Linked DNA regions of Macaca mulatta: region 1 is linked to region 2. The links are chromatin contacts, called in public Hi-C maps. All regions are on one chromosome and are shown on one strand. Each heading gives the region's core, a stretch centred on a gene start, on an enhancer-like site or on the middle of the called end of the contact. The rest is flanking DNA. Distances are from core to core; before and after follow the strand shown. Region 1 holds the start of PPP2R5B (protein phosphatase 2 regulatory subunit B'beta). Region 2 holds the start of ZFPL1 (zinc finger protein like 1).

Region 1 (6,125 bases), core at 1,661-4,160, 160 kb before region 2:
GAACAGGGGGATCTGGACACACCTCAAAAAACAAACTTCATCTATAAATACATGGAACTTCATCTATACATTGTACAACTAAAATGGGTGACTGTTTTTTTTGTTTTGAACATATATCTGTTGTTGCATATAACATAATGTAATGCATTTCGTTTAAATTGTGGTAAAAGCCACACATGGTGGCTCACACTTGTAGTCCCAGCACTTTGGGAGGCCAAGGTGGGAGGATCACTTGAGCCTAGGAGTTAGAGACCAGTCTGGGCAACATGACAAAACCCTATCTCTACAAAAAATACAAAAAATTAGCCAGGAGTGGTAGTATGCACCTGTGGTCCCAGTTACTCCGGACTGAGGCTGAGGTGGGAGGATTGCTTGAATCCGGGAGGCAGAGGTTGCAGTGAGCCAGGATCACGCCACTGCAAAAAAAAAAAAAAAAAAAAAAAAAAAAGCCAGGTGCAGTGGCTCACACCTGTAATTAGGAGCATTTAGGAGGCTGAGGCAAATGGATCACTTGAGCTCAGGAGTTTGAGACCAGCCTGGGCAACATGGCGAAACCCTGTCTCTACCAAAAAAACAAAAATTAGCCCGGCATGATGGCGCATGTCTGTGTTTCCAGCTACTTGGGAGGCTGAGGCAGGAGGACTGCTTGGGCCCGGGAGGCAGAGGTTGCAGCAGTGAGCCGAGATGGTGCCACTGCACTCAAGCCTGGGTGACAGAGTGAGACTCTCTCTCAAAAACAAAAAAAAGAATATTCAACCTTGCATACCCCCAAGTGACACTGTGCCTATTTCGAGACCCAGTTCAAATGCCACCACTTCAAAAGTCTTTTTTTTCAACCAGGTACGGTGGCTCACGCCTGTAATCCCAGCACTTTGGGAGGCCGAGGCGGGCGGATCACGAGGTCAGGAGATTGAGACCATCCTGGCTAACACCATGAAACCCCATCTCTACTAAAAACACACAACAAAATTAGCTGGACTTGGTGGCAGTTACCTGAAGTTCCAGCTATTTGGGAGGCTGAGGCAGGAGAATGGTGTGTGAACCTGGGAGGCGGAGCTTGCAGTGAGTGGAGATCGCGCCACTGCACTCCAGCCCGGGCGACAGAGCGAGACTCCATCTCAAAAAAAAAAAGTTTTTTTCTTCCAAAAGTCTTATGCCTCTCCTCTACTCTTCAGTGCCCCAGTTCTCAAATGGAGCACTTTTGTTTTTGTTTTATTTTTGAGACACGGTCTCTGTCACCCAGGCTGGAGTGCGACAGCACAATCATGGCTTACTGCAGCCTCTAACTCCTGGGCTCATGTGATCTTCCCACCTCAGCCTCCCAAAGTATCAAGATTACAAGTGTGAGCTATCACACCTGGCCTTAGCACTTCCTTTATATAAAACACCAGTCCTGTGTGGTCAGTCTAGCCTTGAGACCAGGGCACTGGTACCCAGGGGGCTTGTGGAGGTGGGCTGCAGCCATCTGGGAGGTGGAGGCCTGCCCTCTGGCCCCAACTTTTGATGACACGCTGTGTGACTCTGGGCAAGGCGCTTCTCCTCTCTTGGCCTCAGGGTCCTTGCCTGGCTGCAGAGGCTCTGTGGGCCTGCCCTCCCTCAGCTTGTTCAGGGATGCAGAAGAGCCTGGGAGGTGGGCAAGGAGGGAGATCATGGATTCCCACCGGACAGACAGGGACACCAAGGGCCGGATGGGCAAGGCTGCCGGAGGTTCCTGAGCAAGCAGAGCACTTGCTGGGTCTCCAGTGCTGGGGTCCTGGACCCCAGCCTGGTGAACTGCGGCCCTCAGTGCAGGCCTCTGTCTTCTGTTGCTTTGGTAGATGGGCACCTCTCGCACACCCAGGCTTCCTCTGCAAGCCATTCCGGGAGGATGGCTGGGCGGTTCCACTGGAGCACTGAGTGGTCACCAAGACCCAAAGCAGGATGGGGCAGACTCTGAAAAGGCCCCTAGCCCCTTCCTGGACCTCATTACCTGGTCTCATCACCCTTTCCTGCTGCTCACCGTGGACCAGCTGCTTATCCAGGCAACATTTCAGGGTGGAGATTTCACAGCAGTGTAGTGGGATGGAGTTCAGGGCTATAAAGAGTGTTGGGGTCCAGGATCCTAGGAGGGGGCCCAGGACTGCAGGCTGGGAACTTTTGGTCAGCATGCCGAACTCCTGCCTTGCACACCAGCAGTGGGATTTTGAGCAAGAGACACTGTCCCACCCAGCACATCTTAGGGCCCAGCGGGGCTGAAAGGTCCATCCGGGAAGGCCAGGCTGCCTGGGATGAGGTGGCAGCTCCAGGAGAAAACCTCCTCTCGGGCTTTGCCACTCCAGGACTGGCCCTTTAAACTGGAGACCATGATGTCACTATAGACAGCAAGGGACGGGAGGGGGACTGCAGGCCTGAGGATGGACTGCATTTCCCAGCAGCCTTGAGTGCACCACACCCCTCCCAGCAAGCACTGACTCATAGAAGACTTTTAACTAGTCCAGTGCTGGTTTCCAAGGGGTTTCTGAAGTGTCTCTTGGTTCTGGGGTGAGGGTGAGGTTCCTAGGGGGATGGCCTAGGGCATAGAAGGCCCAGGCCAAATCTGTGGGCCTGGCATAGCTGGCTGCGACTCCTTCCTGTCAGTGTCCTGGCATCACCCCACTTTTCTGGTGCAAACTCCTAAGCCCTCCTCTTTCGCTATTCTGCCTCCCTTCCAGAATCCACGCTTCCCGCCCCCAGCTAGAGCCCATCCCACTCTGCTCTCTGGCTTCAAAAGCTTCGGCCTTCACCCCAGAGTCTGCCCTCAAGGGTGTCCCCTTTGGTCTGGCAGCTCACTTTAAACGGCACGGGGACTACATCTCCCAGCGGCCCCGGGCCTTCCTGACGCAGCCCCCACTTTCAGCCCGCGGGGAGGTGCGGGCCGGGCGGGGGGAGGTGACTTGATGTCATCCTGAGCAGCTGGGCGGCGGGTGCCGGTGCGCACGGAGCCGAGCCGGGGCTCCCGCTGCGCTGCACCGCGCTGGGTCGGAGTCCCAGGACTTCAGCGGAGATCCGCGCGCTGCGAAGGCCGGTGCAGAGCCCGCCGAGCGCCCGGTCCCGGCCCGGGGCTGAGTTGGGGGCATGCTCCAGCCCCCCCGGAGCCCGGGAGAGAACCCAGGAGCGCCGCCGCCCAGCCCCAGCGCCCCGAGCGGAACCGCTACGAAGGGGCCCTGAACGGCTGTCGCCCTCCCCACGGGCAGCCCCCGCGGGTTGGCGACCGAAGTCTGGGTTTCCGAGAAGTGAGTGTCCCCCACCCCATGAGGTTTGGGGGGCCAGGAAGGAGGAGCTGAGGTGGGGGAGGGTGCCGGGTTCTAGGAGCGGGGTGGCATCGGGACAGCACCTCCAGTCTTGGGGTTGTCCCAAGAGGCCGGGGTTAGTGGAGCAGCGATGCGTTCCATTCTGAAAAGGGCAGGGATGACGATCGGGGCTCCATTCTGAGTCGGGGCTGGCTTGGGGGATAGGCCCTATTCTGGGAGGGGTTGTTTTGGAGCCTTTCTGTCTGAGAGAAGGGAGGAACATGTCCAGGATGGGAGGGGGCTGCACCCCTATTTTAGGGTCTGGGCAAGGATAGGAGGGAAAAGACCTGGCGCTCCACACAGCCTGCCGGCTCTCCTGAGGAACTGACGGGCTTTCTCTGTCTCTTTCTTGCTGACCTTTCTGCCTGACTTCGTTTTCAAAAGAGCCAGGGTGGGAACCCTAACTGGACTCTTCAGGACCCCTAGGAAGGATCTGAGGCCTGAGCCATCCTCCTTTCTACCCTGCCTGCCCCCCAGGACTGGGCAGTTGCCGGAGGCCCTGGGGGGGGGCCCAGGACTGTGGTTGTGCCCCCCCCCCACGACCGGACAGGATGGGACCAAGTTAGTCTGTCCAGTCTCACCCAGCACCTCCCAGGCCCAGAGAGAACCCCCGGGGCTCTGAAAGCTTGACCTGCCGCCTGACCGCCATGGAGACGAAGCTGCCCCCTGCAAGCACCCCCACCAGCCCCTCCTCCCCCGGGCTGTCGCCTGTGCCCCCACCCGACAAGGTGGACGGCTTCTCCCGCCGTTCGCTCCGCAGAGCCCGGCCCCGGCGCTCCCACAGCTCCTCTCAGTTCCGCTATCAGAGCAACCAGCAGGAGCTCACGCCACTGCCCCTGCTCAAAGGTGAGCTGGCTGCTGGCCACCAGGGGAACCGAGCCCCCGAGGGGACCAGCAGGGCCGTGGGGTGGGGTGGGAGGCAGCAGGCAACTGCCAAGAGAGAGAGTTTGGATACCCCTCCAGGCTAGGTTCTATGCCGTCAGAACTGACCCCAGCCCTCCAGCCCTCTCTGCTGACGCATGGCCTGACTGGCCTGTCATCCTTGGAGGTGGGACATCCGAAGGTGGCGCCACCCTAGGGGCAGACCAGGGCCAAGGGTGGGGCCCATAGCCTGGGTTCCAGGGGCCACTATCAGCCCAGCCAGCTGCCGGATCCCGGGAGCAGGCTCTTGGCAGGGTTCCCTGGGATCACCACGTAGCTCCCTTCCCCAGCCCTGGGCCACAGGGGCCAGACTGGCCAAGCCTGAGGACACCATAGAGATCCTTGGCCCTGAACCCCTCCCCATTTCTGGCCCTTAGAACAGGGTGCCACCTGAGAGGGAGGCAGCAGCTGTTTGGGGCACCTGTGGAAAGCCTCTGCATCCAGGATTTGTGATCTCGTTTTAAAAATCGGGCCACCGTACTCTCTGAGCCTGGATTAGGAGGAAGAAAAGCAACCCTCAACCCCCAGGAACGGAGGAAGGGACAGTAGTTGTCTGCCGTCTGCAAGGAGCAGGAGATGGCACAAGAGCATGGGGGCTGGGGGCAGCAGAGACTGCCCTGGAGATTAGGAGGGTCTGTCCCACCCAGAGCTGGGGCAGCGGGGGGAGCTGGGGTTCAGGCTCAGGATGCCCTCCCCTCCCCAGATGTGCCAGCTTCTGAGCTGCACGAGCTGCTGAGCCGGAAGCTTGCCCAGTGTGGGGTGATGTTTGACTTCTTGGACTGTGTGGCTGACCTCAAGGGGAAGGAGGTGAAGCGGGCGGCCCTCAACGAGCTGGTGGAGTGTGTGGGGAGTACCCGGGGTGTCCTCATCGAGCCCGTCTACCCAGACATCATCCGCATGGTAAGCACCTGCCACCCAGGCTCCAAGGGTCAGCCAAGAGGGTGCGTGAGCCCCGTGACCTGTCCACAGGACCCCTGCGTGGAGAATAACCCTGCACTCATCGGCTTGGCCTTAGTCCACGTCCTCCTTCCCCGTGACCCGCTGCTGCCCGACACCCACTGAATGCCTCCGGGCCTGCCCCACCTTCACACCTTTGCTTATACTTGCCTGAGGCCTGGAGTGCTCTACCCCAGAGGCTCAGGTGCTGCCTCTGCCGAGAAGCTGCTCTCAATGCCCAAGCTGGAAATCTCTCTTTTCCTGCCCATAGACCTCACAGCTTCCAACCTTGTTCTCCTCACTGGATTGCACCTGCCTAGAAGGCAGGGATGTGTCCCATTCACCCTTGGGTTCCCAGCCCCTGGCCCAGGTCTTGCACGAACTAGGCGTTCAGGTGATGATTGCCCAAGGAATGAACTGCTTGCTGGGGCAGGTGCTGAAATCAACCTGTTAGAACTTTGAATGAGGGCCGGGAGCAGCAGCTCACATCTGTAATCCCAGCACTTTGGGCTGAGGCAAGAGGATCACTTGAGGCAAGGGGTTCGAGACCAGCCTGACAGTGAGACTACATCACTACAAACATTAAAAAATTTGCCGGGCATGGTGGTGTGCTACTGTAGTCCAGCTACTCAGAGGGCTGAGGTGGGAGGATGGCTTGAGCCTGGGAGGTTGAGGTTGCAGTGAGTCAAGATTGCACCACTGTGCTCCAGCTTGGGCAACAGAGCGAGACCTTGTCTTGGGAAAGAAAAAAAAAAAAGAAAGGAAGAAAGAATTTTGAATGAGGGACTCCCTGGCTTCCGGCTTCAAGGGCTTTTCCTTAATGAACCCCACCTCTGCCACTCAGATCTCAGTGAATATCTTCCGGACTCTGCCGCCCAGTGAGAACCCTGAATTTGACCCTGAAGAGGATGAGCCCAACCTTGAGCCTTCGTGGCCACACCTGCAGGTCCGAAGGGTTGG
Region 2 (6,615 bases), core at 3,504-6,003:
TTCTCCAAGAAAAAGGCAATCTGTACCAGGACAGAAGAGAGGATGCCCCCAATACTTAGTTGGACTGCTTACTTCCAGAAAAGCCTGAGAAGATTCAGCGTGGAAAGAAAGACCCACAGGACACACACTTTTTTAAGGAAGAGACAAATCAGACCCTGAAAGAGACGAGGGGAGAAGAAAACAACCCACCATTGCTTCCGAGGAGTCTGCTTTTGTGACACGAGTGGACTTGCCCCCATCTGCTGATGCTGTCGCTTGCTTCCAAAATGTGCCCAGCATCCAGCCTCCCCTCTGACCAACTCAAGCCCTCATTAGGTGTCTTCCAGACCAGCTGAGCAACCTTTTTTTGTTTGTTTTGTTTCCGGATATAGGGTCTTAACTCTGTTGCCCAGGCTGGAGTGCAGTGGCACGATCATGGCTCACTGCAGCCTCAGCCTCCAGGGCTCATGCAATCCTTCTACCTCAGCCTCTGAGTAGCCAGGACTACAGGCACGTGCCACTCTGGCTGATTTTTTTTGTTTCTTTGTAGAACAGGGGGATCTCCCTATGTTGCCCAGGCTGGTCCCAGCGACCTTCTGATTTCTCTCCACATTTCCGCCCTTGCCTTCTGTGGTCCATCTGCCACACAGCTGATGAGGATTGTCCTAAAATGTCCACTCAGTCCGTAAGTATTTATCAGTCACCTGTTCTGTGCCAGGAACTGGGAATATAGCAGGGAATAAAACAGAGAAAACCCCTGCCCCATTCTAAGGGAAAAACAGATAAGAAAATTCAGTATTATGTGAGCAGTATCAAGCACTACAGGAAAACACAGAACAGGACAGAGTGCTTGGGGTAGGTTAGAATTGCGAAGAGATAAAGGTCAATACAGGCCTCACTGAGGTGACATTCTAGCTACAACTTGAAGGAGGTATGGGAGTGACTCGTGGCCAAGTGTTCTAGGTAGTGGGAACAGAAGGTGCAAAAACCCTGAGGCCACAGCGTACTAGTCAGGGTCAAAGAACAAGAGGCCAGCGTGGCTGAAGTGAAGGAAAGAGGAAGAAACTGAAGATGAAGTTCAAGAGGTAACGGGTGGCCAGACATGGTGGCTCATGCATATAATCCCAGCACTTTGGGAAGCTGAGGTGGGTGGATCACCTGAGGTCAGAAGTTCGAGACAAGTCTGGCCAACATAGTGAAACCGTCGCTACTGAAAATACAAAAAAATTAGCCAGGCGTGGTGGCAGGTGCCTGTAATCCCAGCTACTTGGGAGGCTGAGGCAGGAGAATCAACTGAACGTGGGAGGCGGAGGTTGTAGTGAGCCGAGATTGCGCCACTGTGCTCCAGCCTGGGTGACAGTACAAGACTCCAACTCAAAAAAAAAAAAAAAGGCCAGCACGGTGGCTCACACCTGTAATTCCAGCACTTTGGGAGGCCGAGGCGGGCGGATCACGAGGTCAGGAGATCGAGACCACCCTGGCTAACATGATGAAACCCCATCTCCACTAAAAATACAAAAAAATTAGCTGGGCCTGGTGGCGGGCACCTGTAGTCCCAGCTACTTGGGAGGCTGAGGCAGGAGAATGGCATGAACCCGGGAGGCAGAGCTTGCAGTGAGCCAAGATTGCGCCACTACACTCCAGCCTGGGCGACAGAATGAGACTCCGTCTCAAAAAAACAAAAAACAGGGAAGCTGAATAAATTGGTGGTCACCACTGACTACCACTTCCTCATCCTCTGTAGCCAAGCAGTCACCCAGGTCCTGGCAACTTTATCCTGTTTGATGTACCATGAATCTCAGTCAGTCAACAAGAATGAGTGGCTACTAGGAAAGGCAGAAGTCCCTACCCTCAAGGTGCCTATGTTCTTAGAGAGGAGAGAAAGACATCAAACATGCAAGAAAATACACTATAAGAACTGGTAAGGATCAGGCACAGTGGCTCATGCCTATAATCCCAACACTTTAGGAGGCCAAGGTGGGAGGATCACTTAAGTCCAGGAGTTCAAGACCAGCCTGGGCAACATAGTGAACCCTCATCTCTACAAAAAAAATTAGAGAAAGCATAAAAAAATTAGCCAGGCATGGTGGTGTGCGACTGTAGTCCCAGCTACTTGAGAGGCTGAGGAAGGAGGATCTGCAGTGAGTCAAAATCTCACCACTGTGCTCCAGCCTGGGTGACAGAGCAAGACCTTGTCTTTAGAACTGGTAAGGCCTAAGAGAATTACATAGAGAAATGTGCCAGCAATAGGATAAGGGTGATCAGGGAAGGCCTCTGGGGAGGGATTCCGTCTGAACCCAGTACTGTGTGTCATCCTGGCTTTAGCTCACGCCCTTGGCTTCATGCTTCAGAATTCCTGGACTTCACGTCATTCCACTGGTCTTGGAGCCCCAAGGTAGCGCTTCTCCAAACCATTCTCCCCACAGCTCCCAGAAGGGTCTTTCTTAAAACATTCAAACTTGACTCAGGGCCGGGCGCGGTGGCTCAAGCCTGTAATCCCAGCACTTTGGGAGGCCGAGGCGGGCGGATCACGAGGTCAGGAGATCGAGACCATCCTGGCTAACACGGTGAAACCCCGTCTCTACTAAAAATACAAAAAACTAGCCGGGCGCGGTGGCGGGCGCCTGTAGTCCCAGCTACTCCGGAGGCTGAGGCAGGAGAATGGCCTAAACCCGGGAGGCGGAGCTTGCAGTGAGCTGAGATCTGGCCACTGCACTCCAGCCTGGGTGACAGAGCAAGACTCCGTCTCAAAAAAAAAAAAAAAAAAAAAAAAAAAAAACAAACTTGACTCAGTCACTACCTTACCCAGAACTCTCCAAAGGCTGCCCACAGACCCAAGAATGAAGCCCAAGTCATGAGTGTGGCTTTTGTGCCTCATCGGGCTCTGCTCTGCCTTAGGGTGCCCCCTCCCCTGCTGAGGTCTGCTGCAGACACTAAACAAATTGCTATTCCCCAAACCTTGTGATTTTTCTTTAAATTCCCAATCTCTGCAAACATGGCTTCTTCTTTGGCCTGGAACCCCCCCTTTTTTTTTTGAGATGGAGTCTTGTTTTGTCGCCCAGGCTGGAGTGCAGGGGTACGATCTTGGCCCACTGCAACTTCCGCCTCCTGGGTTCAAGCGATTCTCCTGCCTCAGCCTCTTAAGTAGCTGGGACTACAGGCATGTGCCACCATGCCTGGCTAATTTTTGTATTTTTAGTAGAGACAGGGTTTCATCATGTTGGCCAGGCTAGTCTTAAACTCTTGACCCAAGTGATCTGCCTGCCTCGGCCTCCCAAAGTGTTAGGATTACAGGTGTGAGCCACTGCACCCACCCTCTACTTGTCTTTAAAGACTCAGTTTAAATGTTTCTTCTTCCATGAAACATTCCCTGAGCCACATGGTCTGGGTTAGCCACCATCATAGCATCTAGTATTCCTTATTGCAGTCCCAGTACACAACGCTGCCATCACTGGTCATTTGTCTTTCTCCCTAGTTGACTCTAAGCCCTATCAGCTGTTCAAAGGAGTTCACATTTCTCATTCATTATGTCTTCAGATTGTCTATTAATGAAACATCCTTTGACAATAGCTTGTGCTAAAACTGTAAAAATGTCATACACATGACTTATCTTAGAACACCCATAAATGAAAGCTAAAGGCAAAATGGATTAGAAAGGCAGTATGTGGAGTTAAGACATCGCTCAGTTTTTACATGAAGTTCCAGGAAAATGGTAGAAATACACAAGGCATAAAAAGTTAAGTGTATTAAGTCTTCAGGGAGTACTCAAGACTGGCAATGCATGCAGGTGCCCAAAGGCAAACTGTTTTTGTAGTACTGCAAAACAGCTCCCTGGGCAGATGTGAGCAGCCAATGTGTGCTGTCCACCTCTAGAGTGACCCAGATTCTACTTAATTAAGTAGATGAAAGTGAACTCACCCTAGGGCTCCTGCGAGGTGACTGGACAGCTGGGACCTGCGGGGTACAATACCAATTGATCTCATAGCTGGCCCCCAGTTTCGCCCGCCTACTCACCCACAACACCCTCCTTAGCCTTTACCTCTACAGCATGGGCCACGATCCTCTTTAAAACGATGGGCTTTCTGATTGCAGCCGCACTGGGTGTCTGGAGAAGAGGGATGAACGTGAGCTCAACATTAGGTGAGGGGCCACAAGGGGAGGAAGTGAGAAACCTGGGGCTCACCTTCGGCCAGATTTCAGGGAGGATGCTCGGGAGTTCAGAGCCTGATTTCCGCTGGGACCTCCGCAGAGGCTTAGTAGGAGATGGGGCCCTTGGCCCTGGAAAGAGAAAAAAGTTAAGTGGTAGAGGAGGACTCTAGACCTTAGAGTCCAGAGAACAGGTTCTAGAGACAGCGAGAAAATTCCCAAACAAGCCCTTCTAAGGGCGCCTCCTCTGGAGGCAGCAGCGGGAGGGAAGGGCAATCTTTCACAGGACTGCGTCCCCCAAACGGCTCGACCTCACGTCTCCCGCGCGCCCTCCGCTCACCGGAGCGCTGAGCGGCTCCTCCGGACCGCGTTCGCCTCCCAGACATAACTAAGCTCGGTCTCGAGCTCCTCCAGCGCCGCCGCCCCGGGCGCGCGCCAACGGGGAAGGCCACTCGCTGCAAAAAACTTTCGAATTACCCGCCCTGCGGAGAAGGAAGCGGAAGTGACGTAGGGACAGAGGTCCGCGGCGCCCGGGCCCCCTCTCTTTTCCACCGGTCTTCACGTCTAGCGTCAGCGGAGGCGTGGCCCAGGGGTGCGATGGCGTCATCAGGGCGCGCCGCACCCGGAAGAGACGTGGCAGCGGAGGGATAATCGGGGCGGCCGGGGCTGAAGGGAGCGGAGCAAGATCCTTGGAGAGCGTGGTCCCTGCCCTTCCTCGCCTCGAAGCATCGCTGCCGCCCTTCGGAACTGGTGCAGCGGCCGATCAGTAAACACAGAGACTGGGGTCTGTAGAGAAGGGGCGGGGCTTGGAGGGGGTGGGGCTCAGGGGAGGCCTTGGGGGCGGGGCCGGTGGTATCGGGGAGTCGCTGATGGAGGGGCCTGGCCGGGGGCGGGATCCAGAAGGATTGAGGGGTCGCCGGAGGTGGGATTTATGCAGGGAGTGTTTCCCCGCATAAGGAGGAACAGTGGGCAGAAATCTTGGGTCGGGGCGAATAAGAGAGTGTCTGGGGGAGTTAAGAGTGGAAACTGGGCTGGTGAGAGCGTAGTGGTGGCCACCAGAACCTGGCTTCCTACCAACTCAGGTCCCTTTCCCAGGATCGATCATGGGGCTTTGTAAGTGCCCCAAGAGAAAGGTGACCAACCTGTTCTGCTTCGAACACCGGGTCAACGTCTGCGAGCACTGCCTGGTAGCCAATCACGCCAAGGTGGGGCCTTCAGGGGAGCGACTGAGCAGGGCACTGGGTGGGCAAGGCGGTATTGGCTTCCTCCAAATCAATGAGGGTCCCCGCGCTAGAATGTAAGCCCCACAAGGGCAAGGACTTGGTTTATTTTGTTCACTGATATATCCCCCGCCCCCAAGAGAGAGTCTGGCGCACAGTATGTGCTCAATAAATATTGATTGAACAAACAAAAGGATGAGTCTCCTCTGTGACTAGAGAAAAAGAGACTGTCAGACCTTGGGGTGATAGGCCGAGCAGCCCCAGCACCAGTTGTGACATCTCTCTCCCACTCCAGTGCATCGTCCAGTCCTACCTGCAATGGCTCCAAGATAGCGACTACAACCCCAATTGCCGCCTGTGCAACATACCCCTGGCCAGCCGAGAGACGACCCGCCTTGTCTGCTATGGTGAGGCCTTGGCACCTCGGGGGGATCAGGCCAGCCTCAGGGACCAGCTTGGTGACTGGTTTCCAGGCCCTCCTCAAGCAGCAGGACAGTGAGTCCCCCAAGTCTCAGAACCCAGATTCTAGTCATATTAAAGTTCCTTACCTGCTCTGTAAGTTCAGGCAAGTTATTCTTCCTTTCTAGGCCTCACTGTCTTTCCTAAAAATTAAAGCTCCTAGTTCCTCTTTCCTAAAAATTCAGACCTGCCAATCTGGAGGTTTGAGCGAGAGCCAGTCAAGCTTATGTGTATGCTGGTGGCCGTGACTATCAGCTAGCCAGACCGGCATGTCGCTTTCAGATATTCAGGATCCACCACTGATTCCAAGTCTAAACAGAGAGGAAGTGAGTTTCCCACATTAAAGTTAGCTAAAAGAAGTCAGCAGACATATGTGTCATGACTTTGACCTGAATCTGGAGTAAGAGCCTTAGCTCCAGTTTTTGAAGGAGCTCATGCAAGAGGCAGCTCCATATGTGTTTTTCCTTATGAGTGCGTGTGTGTACTTGCAGGCACTTAATGTACACTGTGTGTTTAAATGAGTGTTAGTGTGTTGATTAGTACTTGGGGGTGAATGAATGGGTAATGTATGTACGTAAACATATGAACACAGGTGTGTTGTGGGAGTACAAGAGAATGCATGGTTGAATGTGCCTGAGTGTTAGCAAACCTGTGAGTGTATAGATGTGTATGTGTGAGGGCTCCTGTGCCCATAGTGTAGATATAGTGAATGCTACTTGTGTTTGATTATGTGCTTATAAAGCATATGTACATGTGTGCCCAGGGATGTGTACATGCATATGTGTGCCTGTGTGTATATCAAGGAACCTTT

The links. Hi-C and Micro-C count contacts between places; a contact is called where the count stands out from the background.
Region 1: a contact with region 2 is called in a Hi-C map of CD4 T cells, with 2.3 times the contacts expected there. The contact joins the promoter of PPP2R5B here to the promoter of ZFPL1 in region 2. A contact is called at or near these places in 4 of 14 Hi-C or Micro-C datasets (CD4 T cells, fetal cortex germinal zone, fetal cortical plate and 1 more).

Annotation. Positions count from the first base shown.
Region 1 is chr14:9,464,195-9,470,319 of T2T-MMU8v2.0, reverse strand. It overlaps PPP2R5B (protein phosphatase 2 regulatory subunit B'beta), which reads left to right and starts at 2,910. Exons shown (of 13, transcript XM_077962399.1): 1 at 2,910-3,251; 2 at 3,693-4,154; 3 at 4,933-5,129; 4 at 6,010-6,111. The coding sequence starts at 3,956.
Region 2 is chr14:9,301,575-9,308,189 of T2T-MMU8v2.0, reverse strand. It overlaps ZFPL1 (zinc finger protein like 1), which reads left to right and starts at 4,753. Exons shown (of 8, transcript XM_077962416.1): 1 at 4,753-4,909; 2 at 5,208-5,330; 3 at 5,641-5,840. The coding sequence starts at 5,750. It overlaps CDCA5 (cell division cycle associated 5), which reads right to left and starts at 4,684. Exons shown (of 10, transcript XM_077962403.1): 1 at 4,466-4,684; 2 at 4,163-4,257; 3 at 4,019-4,084; 4 at 3,898-3,933; 5 at 1-20. The coding sequence starts at 4,511.